2 separate regions of the Hordeum vulgare genome follow, and region 2 is linked to region 1. Evidence: chromatin contacts called from public Hi-C data. All regions are on one chromosome and are shown on one strand. Each heading gives the region's core, a stretch centred on a gene start, on an enhancer-like site or on the middle of the called end of the contact. The rest is flanking DNA. Distances are from core to core; before and after follow the strand shown. Region 1 holds the start of LOC123424745 (60S ribosomal protein L22-2-like). Region 2 has its middle 11 kb from the start of LOC123424750.

Region 1 (7,719 bases), core at 5,095-7,594:
GGCACCACAACCGGCGACGCCGCATACTCCAGCCCCGGCAGTCACCACTCCAGGCTCGTCTTCATCAGCACCAGCTCACGCAGAGCACAACCCGATGAAGTTCGCTTCCCCGCTCACTCACGACGAGGAGCGCATCGACGCGTATCATGGCGGCGAACCGCTGCGGTATCGTACGATGGATAATCTACTCGGCGACCAGCCGGTGCCGGGACTGGTACCACGCGACCTGGAGGCGCGACTACAACTCGTGTGTGAGGACGGCGAACCTCGGTCCTTTGCAGAGGCCGAGAGAGACGCGGCATGGCACGCCGCGATGCAGTTGGAGATGGATGCGGTCGAGCAGAACCGCACCTGGGAGCTCGCTGACCTCCCTCGTGGTCACCGGGCAATCACCCTTAAGTGGGTGTTCAAGCTGAAGAGGGATGGAGCCGGCGCCATCATCAAGCACAAGGCTCGCTTGGTGGCCCGAGGCTTCTTGCAGCAGGAAGGAGTCGACTTCGACGACGCTTTCGCTCATGTGGCACGGATGGAGTCCGTGGGACTTCTTCTTGCACTAGCTGCCCAGGAGGGCTGGCGTGTCCATCACATGGACGTCAAGTCGGCATTCCTCAACGGCGACTTGAAGGAGGAAGTCTATGTGCATGAGCCGACGGGATTGCGATCCCCGGCCAGGAGGGCAAGGTACTCCGCCTGCGTAAGGCTCTCTATGGCCTACAGCAGGCACCTAGAGCGTGGAACGCCAAGCTGGACTCCACGCTAAAGAAGATGGGCTTCGAGCAAAGCCCGCATGAGGCGGCCGTCTACCGACGGGGCAGTGGAGGAAATGCCCTGCTGGTGGGCGTCTATGCTCACGACTTGGTGATCACCGGCATTAAGGATGCAGAGGTGGCGGCTTTCAAGGAGGCAATGAAGGCTACCTTCCGGATGAGTGATCTGGGGCTCCTCTCCTTTTATCTAGGGATCGAGGTGCACCAGGATCACTCCGGGATCGCGCTTCGACAGCCCGCCTACGCCAAGCGCATCGTTCAGCTAGCTGGGCTCACCGACTGCCACCCAGCTCTCACTCCGATGAAGGAGAGGCTGAAGCTGAGCCGCGACAGCACGACGGAGGAAGTGGACGCTACGCAGTACCGGCGCCTTGTGGGGAGCCTTCGCTACCTCGCCCACACATGGCCGGACTTGGCATTCTCCGTCGGCTATGTCAGTCGGTTCATGGAGCGACCGACATCGGAGCACCTGCAGGCAGTGAAGAGGATCGTCCGCTACGTGGCAGGGACCCTCGACCACGGCCTCCACTACCCTAGGTGTCCGGGGGCGGCACACTTCGTTGGGTACAGCGACAGCGACCACGCCGACGACATTGACACCAGAAGAGCACGAGCGGGATCCTCTTCTTCCTCGGCAAGTGCCTCGTGAGCTGGCAGTCGGTCAAGCAGCAGGTGGTGGCCCTGTCCAACTGCGAGGCCGAGTACATAGCGGCCTCCACCACCTGCACTCAGGCGCTCTGGCTCGCTCGACTGCTTGGTGATCTCCTCGTCCGAGACACTAGAACGGTGCAGCTCCTGGTGGACAGCAAGTCCGCCCTGCCCTGGCAAAGAACCTTGTTTTCCACAAAAGGAGCAAGCACATTCGACTGAGGTACCACTTCATCTGAAGCTGTTTGGATGAAGGGAGCATCGAGGCGAGCTACATCAACACCATGGACCAGCTCGCAGATCTGCTCACCAAGCCTCTTGGGAGGATCAAGTTCCTCGAACTCTGCTTCAGGAGCGGGATGATTCGACTCTCCCACAAGACGACGTACAAGATTTAGGGGGTGATGGATAAGTCTATGTACTAGGGTCTTTGTGGGGCTGCAGCACATGGTCCTTTGTGGGGCTGCAACTTGTGGCTGTTAGGATAGAATCCTTGACCACCAAGGACTGGCAGTTAGGATAGCATCTTAGACTAGCATCTTAGCATATGCTTGGCTGGCTAGCAACCTATAAATATGTATCCCAACCCCTCAGGTTGATATGGCATTGTGTGAGAAATAAACCAACGAAAATTGTCCCAACTCTTCTAATGTCATTCACAACTATCAATGTTTAGGCTGAAAAGTCTAACACAAAGAACCCTATGAAAGATAAACTTGATCTACCATCTTTAGGTGAAGAGAAAGAGAGAGAAAGGAAGTTCAGATTCAAATCTTTCCCACAGGCTGTGACATGGCCGCACCTCATTTCAAATCGGACATGGTATTCTCGACGTTTAAGCAGCTGGGGGATGCCATTGATGAATATAGTATTAGAAATAGGGTAGCCATAAAGAAGAGCAGGACCTCGAGGCCAAGGGTGGAGGTGCACCGTGCTCATCGATACCTTTGGTATTTCTAGGCGACTTAAGTGGTTTAAGAAGCTTGTTTGTGGAGAGATATGTTGCTCAATATACTGGTGCCAAACAATCTATACCTACTAATAAAGAAAATAGGTATTCTTAGTTCGTCATGCTATTTTATAGAAAAAACCCTGATGTTTCTGACATTAAACCCGTAGTACATATTAAATGTTCTTTAAAATATTCATATCTTCTAAACCGTAACTCTAAATTTAACATGTTATATATGAAACTACCTTGTAAACCCTGATGTTTTCCGGCCGGCCGCGAACATACCAAAGTTGCTTTGTATGTCGTCTACTCGCCCACGCAGCGTCTCCCCTGAATCCCGACACGACAAACATCACCGCCATCCGACACGGCCCTTTGATCTCATCATCGCAGATCGAAAGCATCAAATGCGAGGCACGACGCCATGGCCTCAACCTCCCTACGCGTCGACACGTGCAATTGGATGGAGTGCCAATCCAACGTGGCCATCGGATCGCATTGTTGCGGAGCGACAGTTGTAGTGCAATCCAACGGAGGCATGACGACATGGTCTTTGACCTCCCTACACGAAGAGGCACGGATTAGGACGGCCTTGCCTCGACTTATTGGCATGAAGGTAAGCCCAGCGACGCCCATGATGCGGTGCAAAGTCCTGCTGGCCAGTGAAGGGAGCAACACAAAATTCCTAAAAATCGAAGTTTGGTCCAGCCACTGTCCCAACGCGGCTTGATTCGAGCAAATGAAGATGTCTCTCATCGATCCAAACTAACAGGAGGACCACGCCTACACGGCAAATCTAAATACGGAGCTTGTTTCCGCTTTGCACATGGTGAGCAACTCGCCAATTCATCTGTACTTTATATGTTTGACATCAACTTTTCTATCACGTATTAATGGTTGTCAAAAGTAAGCTGGCAATGTTGTTCAGATCTCCTAATCTCACTGATTCCTTATCAATAGTAGGGGAGCAGTCAGGTTCGCTAAAACATATCAATGACCGCTTGGTCTAAATAACTGAATTGTTCTTTTCATGTAATCCTAAACATGCACTTAATTTCATACCGTGATCAGGTTTATCAAAAATCAAGCATCTCTTTATCTAAATAACTTAATGGTGTGTTTCCTTGGAATCTGAAGCATGCATGGTGAAAAAGGAAAATCCAACACATGCACTTGATTTCATGGAAATTATTGTGAACTCTTCAAAGAGAAAAATTGTTTTGGTGTGGTATGTGCAAATCTATTTATAATTTTCCTTCTGTGTCATAGAAGGTTGAGTTGTACTTCGAGTTTTGTAGGTCTGCCTTGTAAGTAAGGTTAGAAGAAATTTGGTAATCACTGTAACTTACCAATTAAACCTTAGTTTCTTATTTATGTACAGACATGTATGATACTCATGGTTTAGGCTCTAAATAATATATCAACTCATGAAGCTAATGGCTCCTAACACCGCAAATTAACTAGAAGGTAATTTAAATATTAAAATTAACTAATAAAGAAAATAGGTATTCTTAGTCCGTCATGCTATTTTATAAAAAAAATCTGATGTTTCTGACATTAAACCCGTACTACATATTAAATGTTTTTTAAAATACTCATATCTTTTAAACCGTAACTCCAAAATTGGTTTAAAACTCTAAAATTAACATGTTATATATGAAATTTGATTAGAAAAATATGTAGAATCTGCATATGATGTTATTTTACCTGTTAATTTTTTAAAGAAAGACTATCTAGGATATAATCTTAATAAATAATGCATTATTCGTCTTTCTTTCATACATGTATTGATCCGAATTGAGGATGAACATCTCAACAAAATCAGGATTGGAGATGAAATTGAAGGTCACTTGCCCATTTCTTTGTACGTGTTAAATATACATTCAAGCCGTGTTGAAATAGAAGACATGTGAAATCTTAAACTTCACATTTGTAGAGTAAGACCATCTTTGTTTATGCCGTAACTACAAATTTTCATATTATAGATCATTTTTTATAAATTAAGAGCTTGTGGTATTTTTTTTCTCCCGTTGATATGAAGGCTATGAAAGCTACCCAGTATCAAAATTCAACAGGTTCCTGTACCACATAGCAAAGGAGTTTGGGGTGTGATTCCGCTGTGTTGGGGCTTGGGATCGAGTCCAACATTGCAGGCGTCAAGGCTCCCTCATTTTGATGCCATTTGCAGGATTTCAGACGGCCGGACCAGTCAGACAAATTGATGATATAGCAAAAGGGGTTCTCTAGATTGATTGGATAGCCAAAAATGTTCCAACGTGTCCAGATATTACTTGTGGGCCTAAAGGAAATTGCTCTGCTTCCCTCAGAAAACTATATCAAAAATTAGAACCAATCCATGGTTCTAAGTTGTTCGTGCACGAGGACCAATTCACGGTTTTTCATGCTGTTTGTACAGAAAAAGGGTGACAAGTGAGGCCAGCAATGTAAGTGGCACCTGTAGAGATAGCTCAGCACTAATGGAGTAAGAGGCTCAAAATCAGACTGACCAAAACTTCATCAGGAGTAAAAAAGCACCACCGTTTTAGCACAGCAGCTAATGTGAAAGCAAGAACAAATCTCCATAATACTTGTCTATAGGTTCACAGACATATGGATCCACAGTCGAGGGGAGACAAAATATAAGGATTCTTCAAATTAAACCATCCATGTTCAACAGAGCACAACATAAGATAGGTGGATAACTAGGGAGGTACTCAGATCAAGTATCAAAACTCAACAAGCACTACAATATAACAATGCGCTCTAATCTTCCTCCTCGCCCTCGTTCTCGGCAATGTTGAAGTACCGGAGCTCGTACACGTTGCGCTCCTTGTTGGCTGCGATCACACGAAGCCAGTCCCGCACGTTGTGCTTCTTCAAGTACTTCTTGGTCAAGTACTTCAGGTACCTGAGAAGCCAGACGAATGATGTCATCAGATCATATACAACCAAAGATGGCTGCTGGTAACGTATATTGGACAAGAAAGAAATGACCAAACCATCCAGCTTTTTTACAACGAATCTCGATATTATACCTTGGATAAGGAAATGAATAAATGGCCTACATATTCAGAATTTCAGACAATGTAAAGATAAGTTCCAACTTCCAAGGCCAAAGCAATGATAAGTTTAAAGCGTTCAGACAAATCAAGCTCCCGCGTTTCATGTTCCAAGAGTGTTATCCAAAAACACTGAAGCTGCCCAAACACAAGGTGTGCAAACAATACACTTACTACAAGGGTCATGATATATATGATCTTTCGTAGCATTCAAGTTTTGAATACTCTGTACAAAATATACAACTAATTGAGGAAAAGACATTTGCATTTAGGAAATGCTAGAACGCTCTGTACAAAGGTGAAAGCTAGAACACTCTGTCATGATAATAGATACTCCTCAATTAGTTCTTCCTGCAACTACTACCAACCTGAGCATGTATCTTACACAGTGCAAAACAATACACATCAGCGTGCCTTGCGTACACAGCTACAATCGAAACAACCAACATACTGATCAATCGCTCGCAACTACTACGGCACTGCAAAATGAACCAATCCAAGCTCTTACGCGGTTCCCAGATCTATCACACACGGACAATCATGAATTCAGGAGCTGCAGGTGGGAGAGTGGGAGGGCGCGCGGCGTATACCTCTTGGAGAAGGCGCCGTCGGAGGTGACGGTGACCTTGCTCTTGTCGCGGGTGACGGTGACGGAGTCGCCGAGGTTCCCGGCCTTGCCGCCGGCAACCTTGATGCGCTCCTGGAGGAACTTCTCCAGCGACGCGATCTCCATGATCTTGTCCTCCACGGGCTTGGTGCAGTCGATCACGAAGGAGACGGACCCCTTCTTCTTGCCCTTGGCAGCCGCCGCCGCCGTCGCCGCGCCGCGAGCCATCTCACCTTCTCTTCCTCCTCGGCCGGTGCTCGGGGTTGGGGTGGGGGTTCGTGTGGCGGCGCGCAGGCGGCTAGGGTTACAAGGGCGAGCGAGAGAGGGATCGCGCGATATATATAGGCCTTGTGGGCTGCCATTCTCGTGTCGTGTGGCAAGTGACTGGGCCGGCTCGTTGGGTCTCGGCGAGATTGGAAATTAGTGGGATAGGTTGGGCTTACGTTGGATCTTGGAAGGTCACCGAAAGCCCATAAAACAATTGAGCATTCAATGTGAGGAGGTGAAAATTCAGGGAGCAACTAATTAAGGGATACCCTTTGAAAAACTCCCACGAAGTTTTGGTTTTTTTCTCTTGCAAAAAATCACTGCTCATTTGCGAGAAGACCATAATTAGTGCTTCCACGGGAAACTAAGATGTGCTTAGGAAAAGCACAGTTGTGCTTCCAAAAAAAGTAAACAACCATAATTGTGCTTTTGGGTTTCCGGTTTGGGATTATTTTTTTGGTTTTTTTCTGTTCTTTTTTTGTATCTGCTTATTGTATTCCTTTTTTTGAAAAATCTTTGGTGGAACCTATTAACATGATATATACTTTCAAAGATCACGGTGCAAAAATCCAACGGTGAAACTGGTTCGTGATTTAGATGCATGGTTTTAGATATAAAATGTTTGGAAAATCGGAATCTATGAAATAAAAGAAAAACACCAAGGTTGCAATAAATGGCACACGTCAGCAACAGAGAACGTAGGAATGACCTTTGCTAGGGGTACTACTTAATTAGCAATTTCAACAAATTAGCCGCGACCAATCCTACTATTCCCCGCGTAGTAATGTTGGGAATACCACGCAAACGCTCAGCCTCCAAGGGTGTTGTTGTTACATGAATTGACCCATTTGGTGTTTCTCCTGTGTGTTTTTCGTCAGAACATGTTTCCTTAATTGTTTCTTTTTATGATTTTATCTGAATTACTTTTGGTCTTGTATGTTTTTCATTTTTATTTTTACTGATCCATTCTATAAATTTAGAAATATTTTAACTTCTTTCAAATTCTTGAGCATGTTACAAATTTAAAAGACATTAAATATTCGCACACAAAATTGTATCCATGAGCATTTCTTAAGACTCATAAAAAATATGTCAAATTCATATATCATATATATATTTGAAAATATTTTCAATACACGAATTTTTAAAAATTTCACGTTTTTTAAAAAATTAGGTACAATTGTAAAATCCATGAATATGTTTTGAGTTCACCCATATTTTCCAAATTCAAGACAAAAATATGCATGGACTATTTTGTAATTTCTGAAGTTTTGTTGATTTTGCACAAAAAATTCAGAACATGAATTCATGAACTTTTTTTCAATAAAAATTTTCTTTTTAAAATTAGGAACACTATTGGAATTTATTACCATTTTCCAAATTAAAAGAATCAAATTTGCGAATTTTCAAAAAATCATA
Region 2 (7,435 bases), core at 4,136-6,635, 120 kb after region 1:
AACCCGTCATCCTCTCCTCGCGATCTCCACTTGATTGTCCCCTTCCATCTTCCGTTGCATCGACGAGATGGCAAAATATCAGCTGCCTCAAGCTTGATTTCTTGGAAAAACCACCATCCAACTAGAATTGAGGTAAGCACGCACAACAAAAGAACAACACCCATGCACGACACCCCCGTGATTCCCCTCGAAATTGCAAAGAGAAAAGGTTGCATCCAAGACCTGGATGTAATTTCAGGGATTTGCCATGACAAAAAAATTGGATGATGTTGAAGATATTATGTAGGTAGTCACAATTTTTCATGCGAAATCTCGCAAATTTGCTGCGTAATTTTGAGAAAAATATAAATTTTCCATGGGTGATGTGAAAGGAAGCAAAGCCATGGTTGAGAAAATTGCCATAGTGAATATCATAGAAAAAAGTGGGGCACAGAAGATAGAACTGTTGTTTTTTTAAACAAGGATAGGGTCCTGAAGGACCCAAGTACCGCATTAAGTCAGAGCGGTGGAACAGTACGAACAACTTACAAGCAGGATGCTAAGGAATTGAAAATTAAAGACAACTCCCTAAAACATGCAAAGATGACCCCAAACAGAGGTGTAGAAAAGCAATCGGGTCTAAAATTGCTCCTGGGTAGCACTAATCTCGTCGGCGCAGGGACAAGACCACTTGGGACGGCGAAACCTCCACCACAGAATGTCGTGGACACCACCTTGAAGCAACACCGCCTCCCCTTTGGCACCATGGCTGGGAGGAATAAACTTGGCCGCCTTTCTGCCATAGAGTACGACGGTTCGTCAGAGAAGACCGACAGCCGACCACGAGCATCGTTGCTTCTCCAAAACCACCATCGTTGGCGCACTAGCTCTATTAGTACAAAGTTGTACTAAGCTTGAGACAATTATTTTGGGATGAAGGGAGTATTTATGTATTTATCATGTAGACGAATGTATGGCCAAAGTGCTACTGAAAATGATTTTTAAAATCTGATTGTTCGTATAGATATTTACGATGTCATCATGTGAAATGCCATGCAATGCAATGTGAACATGCCATGTGGATTAATGTGAGTATTTGCCATGTTTGTGTTTGGAGCATCCTATATGTACATATCAATGAATTTGCCTCACTACATCTAAGAAGCACCACTTTCGGTGACTGACACACTTGGATTCGAGGACAAGAGCCCTCAAAGGCCAATGCCATCTCACCGCGGTCGCGAATAAGCCCAACCACAACCCCACCATTGTGTGAGGAGGAAATAACACCACAACAAACTGCATTCCACCCCATTCCAACCATCATCACGTCATCATGGTGTCGTCCAAATCCCCTAAACTATGAATCCCTAGTGTAAATAAAGTATCAGAGCTTGGTTGTGGAAGTGTACCTCGAATCGGCAACAATGGTGCAATAGTGGATGCAGAATAACTAGGAGCAAGAGCAGAATCGCTGAAGAGTGAAGGAGATGAAGAGGTGTCAACTGGGGGGGCGGGGGGGGGGGGGGGGTAGTGATAGAGGCGAAGTTGTCCACACATAAAGCTTAGCTTCATTGTCCTCAGCAATACCACATCTAATCATGCCAGTTTGTAATTCCTCGTAATATTCTTCTACAGATTTTTTCCCTTGTCTTAAACGCTGCAATTTTTGAAGTAATTCACATTGATAATATGGTGGAACCCAACGAGTACGCATAGCAGTTCTCAAAGCATCCTAAGTAGTTGGAATATTAGCATGATGTATTGTACAATGTTCATACCACCAAACACAAGCAAAACTAGTGAATGAACAAACAACAGCAGCAACACGTCTATCCCGAGAAAATTGTAAGCATGTAAAACATTGCTATGTTTCTAACTCCCAAGTAAGATATATGTCAGGAACATATCTCCCATCAAATGTAGGAATATTCAATTTAAGTTTAGGGAGATGGTCATGATATCGTACCTGAGGGGGTGGTGCAGTCCTATCATTGCGATTGTATCCATGTGGACGACCCGATGCTTGTGGTTGTGGTTGTTGTATGTGGTGCTGATTTGGAGCAACCTCTTTCTCATCATCGTAATCACCATCATAATCCTCATTCTCCTCAGTCACAGAAACCTCGGTAGTAGCAGCAGGAGCAACAACACCCGAATTCTCGCCTTGGCCGGAAGGCACATGCCGCACTCGTCCCACAAAATCTGGGCCTTGTTGTCGTCGTTGTTATTGTTGTTGGAGAGGGAAGGAAGCTGCAGCTGGTGGTGGTAGACGGGCAAGCACCTCATTGAACTTAGTGTGCATCTTGGTGTCGAATGCCTTCTCCAAACAGTCTAGCTTCTCCATGGCCTTTCCAAGGCTGGTCACGAAGTCTTGTACCTGGTCAGCCATCATTTGCTGAAATTTATCATGGAGCTCCTCCTTGGTCAGGCTCTCCCAGTTGATCTCGTCGGCTTGTGATCTTGGCATTGTTAGCAACAATAGGAACACAGAAGAAAATAAACCTACAAACTACAAGGAAGTGGTGGTGGTGGTGGTGTATCGCAAATCCGTCAAGCAAATCTCAAATTCTTACAAGTTCTTACCCAATAGCAGGTGGTGATCGGCAACCGGTGTACTCAAAACTCTCAAATCTTGGATAGAACGATTGCCAGGTGGTGTCAAACACACGATGTAGATGTATGTGGAGCTGGGAAGGCTTATAATATGCTAGCAAAAACGGTCAGCAATAATCTGTTCAGAGATGCAAAGTTGAAAGGACGCTCAACGACGGTACTGTGCTGGTCCTAGGCTAGATCGTACTACAGACGCGAGCCTAGAACACCAACAAAATCACGACGCTACACGTAATCAAAAGAAGAGGACACTCTATTTTTTTTCCTGAAAACACTATAATGGCGAGTGTCTCAAAAATCTTTCGAAAGAATAAAAACAGGATAGGCACAATTTTTTTTGACCCACCAGAATTTTGTCCGCAAAACTTTGAGAATTTTGGCTGCAACTATGCGGAAGTTTGCGATTATTTTTGAAACCTACTCGCGTAACGGAACACTAAACCGAAAACAAAAGGATCTCAAGATCAAACCGAATAACTAAAGAATTCGGCTTAGAGGCGGATATGGGGTGGTGATATATGGTAATGATGACGATAATAATGGGTGATTGTTATATGGCAGTAGCGATGATAGTGATGGGTGGCAGTGTAATCGAAGATAGTGCGGCGATGGCGTGATAACCGTTGAATAGAACTTGAAATTCTAAAAGACTAGACGCTAAGGCTAGCAACTCGACACAACGATGCAACCGCAAATTCAACAGAGCAAAAGTAACAAATAGAAAATTACAAAAGGCTCAGATTGGTTCGGATAGGATGAACTAACCCTAAATTTCTTTTGGTTTTTTTTCGTGAACTACACGTATGAAGAACAAATGCGATCTATACTACGAAAAACTAGTAAAATCTCACCGAGCAACCTGGAAATCTGATACCACTTGATAGAGGCGAAGTTGTCCCTGACTTTCGATAAGATAGTGGCTATAGTTTTTGGTGGCGTAGACTTTGACGATCCGACTACGAACGTGCGAAGACGTCGCGCCTTAGCAATCGCTAAACCAACTCCAAGAGGTTATTGACCACGGCGGAGCACAATCAAACTGACCTTGAGGGTCTGTTTCCTGCACGCAAATGAAGAACAAGCAAGAAATTGTAATTGCAATCTGGATATTGCGAATATAAGATGAAAGCTTTATTAATGAAAGTGGGGTTTTGTGACGTCTTGGTTTGTTTGTAGAACACAAACGAAGAACGCGTAGTTGCAGCTTTGGCGAACTTGTAATCTAAACAAAACCCAAGTCTAAACGGTGCCCTAAGGGCTGTATATATAAGGGGATAGAGAGGGATTTCCGCGACCCTTGGAGGAGGGGTCCGAAAATGACCCTAAATCGGTTTGCCCACACATACGGACTCTAAAAACATCCTATGTGGTAGTACTCCAAAATTACATGGGCCTGGCCAAAAATAAGATGACGCATCACCTATAGTAGCCTATGGACGAAATTTATGAAGTGACATCTTGTATATTCCGTCCAACCCTTCATGCTTTCCTTATGGTGGCTTCAAAATCACCACCGGAAGCTCCCTTGTTCTTTCCCACATGTGCACCTTCCCCTCTATGCTTGATCCCGGTTCAATGGTCATCCTCCTTGTCCATGTCCTTCATTCGCAAGCAAAATAAAAGTATCTAATTTAGGCAGCATTATATGTTCATAAACATCAGAAGGATTTTCAAGAAACAAAAATACTTAATAATTCAATTGACGTGCGCGAGCTCTAGTAACTGGTCGAGTAGGTATAGCAGGTATAACAATGGTATCAATGTCCTCATCGGATAGGGGGTGAGATTTTGTTAGAGCGGGGTGCGTGCGAAATGGGTACTAACCCCACACACACGTCCGTGTTCGTACCATCACCGTCACAAACGGAGTCCGTGTTCGTACAATCACCGTCACAAACGGATGGTTTAAGGGCGACGATGTGGCGACTGTCCTTGTGTGGAGATTCGTGCACAACATCCGTCAGCTGTCGTTGTGTCATGTGCAAATGGCTGGATGGACGTCAAATAAATAAGGTTTTCAAATAACAGAAGTTTATTTTTCTTAAAAAGGTTTGAGTGAATGCTAAATATTTTTATGTAATAATACTCCTCCCGTCTTATAATACAAAAATATTTTTAACATTAGTGTACTATTAGAAACGCTTTTATATTATGAAACTGGGGAGTACAAGGGAATGCTTATGAATAATTCCTATAGGATTTAATCATATGAAAAGGACCGACGAGAAAAAAAAAAGATTCCAGTACTTCAAAATTCCGACAAACCCTTCTTCTTCGTAACTAATACATACTTCCTCCATTTTTAAATATAAGTCGTATTAAAGATTTCATTAGAGAACTATATACGGAACAAAATGAATGAATCTACACTCTAAAATATGTCTATATTTATCCGGATGTAGTTTTTCTATAAAATCTTTAAAAAGACGTATATTTAGGGACGGAGGGAGTAGAAAGAACTATTCTCGTTTCTGGATGTCTGCATTGCTTTGACGCTCGACGCGCGCAAAACAAACCGACAGACAAATTAAACCTGTTCTTCAACACAGTGTCTGCACTGCCCATAAGCAGCTACGGCAAGGGCAGAAAGACGAAAGCCGGTGCCACCAACATCAACGACGCACAGTCCAGAACTCCAGATCGTATCGTACGAACCCCTTTCTGGTAGACCCAGGGTGTAAAGAAGCCAAGCCACGAGCAGATCACGCGCGCACAACCAACCTCATGTGTCATGTGTTTCCCTTTCTTAACGACTCTTGTTCAGTCTGGCCACGTCCGTTAGGTGCAGGGTCCTCCTCCTCCTGCGGCCTCTTGCGCTGGATCTTTCATCGGAGGTTCGGCCAAGGTTGCGTGCACAGCTCGACCGAGAGCGAAGCATCAGGAGCTAAACAATGGCGTGTGGATCCCCGGTTCGCCGGGATCGGAGCCGGGGTGGGATGACTTGTCGCTCGCATGGTGCATGTCACTTTCAGACTTGGTATATAGATAGCAGGAGCATCATTTTCTTCTGAACTTTGGTTCAGCTTTGACCAATGCCCGGCTAGCTGCTGCTGCAAAGTGCCTAACTGACCGATGATCCCGGAACCGACACCCGGGATGGAGGAGATCTGTAGCTTTCAAGCTTGGAAAGGTGCTTCTTTTTCATGTTATTTTCTACTGTATATTTTTTTTTTGAATTGGAGGCAAAAGATTTGCTTCATATATTAAATAAGAGGCAAAAGATTTCCTGTATTAGGAATACAGGAAATGGTCATTTTGTGATGGTCTCAGTTCACATTCTTTATTGTTTCTTCTTCTGTATTTTTGTAGCAGCAACTAGCTTGGCAATTGGCTTTGGCATAGCATGTGTGCCCTTGTGCAGTTTTGCTTCATGATTGATAGACCACACCGCGCCAAGAAAAGGCATGGACAAGTTGAGGAAGAGACAAGGGGGTTAGTAGGTCGTTACGGGCTGGTGGCAAGTAACAGTGGGGGTGGCCTGCTCGAGGCCATGCACAGCCCTCAATAATTTCCTGATTCGTGGTTCATTACTACTACTCCTGATCACGCTGAATTAGATTAAACCGGAGTGTCTGAAACGATCGGTGCCACTACTAGGCCGTTGAAAAAGCCGTGGAGACTTTCTATTGTTTATGAAAACGGTGCGGTGGTTTCGAGGAGATTCGATTATTCAGAGATCTCCCAAGTTCCTAGATGGAGATCATAATTGAGGTCAACTCCAGACCATGTTTGCAGTAAAGAAATCCTCTTCTCGTATTCGAAGAAGATGAAATACACGTCTACGCACATCAACATCAGATCTGTGTACGACTGATGTGGTAGTTTCCCTCTCCTTTCTGTTGCTAATCTAATATAAGTCCAGTCACTCTCATTGCTTAATAGCGCATATTTTTCGTCTGTTTCTGAAAGCATGAAACTCATTGAATAAAAAAAAAAGCCTGAAACTGGTGCTTCTTTCAGACCCTTATGTCCAGGAAAAAAAAATCTGAACACTTGCCATATTGTATGTGTAGCATCTTGCAAGTTGCAAGCCTCTGGAATTCAGATTTGAAAAAAAAAAGGTATCTTACGGCACACTCAAAGATTCATGAGCTAGCTTAGGTTTAGTCCAAAGTGAACAATGCTACTAGGGAAAGCATGGACTGATCACCCAATAAGAAACCATAAGCTAAGCGGCCACCAGATCCACCAGAAGGCACCCAGTGCGGGAAGCAACACTGATGTTTCACCCATCATCTATTCATCTCCACAGCAGCATATTAGCACGTGATTTAATTAATGCCTCCTGCTACTATGTAGTACTAACACTGCCACCCAGCAGTACTATATTCAAACAGAGGAAGGAATCTCGTCATATGGGGCTGTGGATCCGATGGAAGGGGGAGTCCCATGTCTGGCAATGAAATTTTACTGACTTGAGCAGAAGCTTCTGCACACCAACTTAATTAGGAGGCATGTGATATGGAATTTTCTTGCTAGTTTACTTGCTTCATCAGTGGTATATGAGGGAAACATTTCATTCATTACCTTCATGTGTGGTTCAGGGAAGTGGTACATATTTCCGTTATCACGACGTCTTCATATCTGAATGCTGGTTCAGTGGCTTTTGCAGAAAACAGGGAGCCTGCAGTATTTCGATAACGGCACCAACACAGACAGGATGCCGGATTGTTTGCTCAGAAAATAGCAACAATAGATTCCAAATCAGCTGATGGATGCATATAAGTTGCTGCCGATTCTACAGTGTATCCTAGTATTTTTTGGGGGTTTCTGCCAGATGGAATGAACTTTTGATCCTGAACCTGACTGATGATCTTGGTAGACTACTCCATCAGTGCAG

Evidence for each region. A called contact is a pair of places that touch in the nucleus more often than the background predicts.
Region 2: a contact with region 1 is called in a Hi-C map of leaf, with 4 times the contacts expected there. The contact joins the enhancer-like site here to the promoter of LOC123424745 in region 1. A contact is called at or near these places in 2 of 6 Hi-C or Micro-C datasets (leaf and seedling).

The regions. Positions count from the first base shown.
Region 1 is chr2H:43,192,190-43,199,908 of MorexV3_pseudomolecules_assembly, forward strand. LOC123424745 (60S ribosomal protein L22-2-like) reads right to left here and starts at 6,345. Exons shown (of 2, transcript XM_045108420.1): 1 at 6,017-6,345; 2 at 4,928-5,275. The coding sequence starts at 6,261. The coding sequence ends at 5,131.
Region 2 is chr2H:43,317,411-43,324,845 of MorexV3_pseudomolecules_assembly, forward strand. No RefSeq gene overlaps it. Among protein-coding and RNA genes, the nearest start is that of LOC123424750, 11 kb to the right of the region's middle. Within about 2 kb of position 5,386, at least 3 of the 3 cell types and tissues checked have open chromatin away from gene starts, as enhancers often do. A contact at or near this core is called in leaf and seedling, where this site is marked.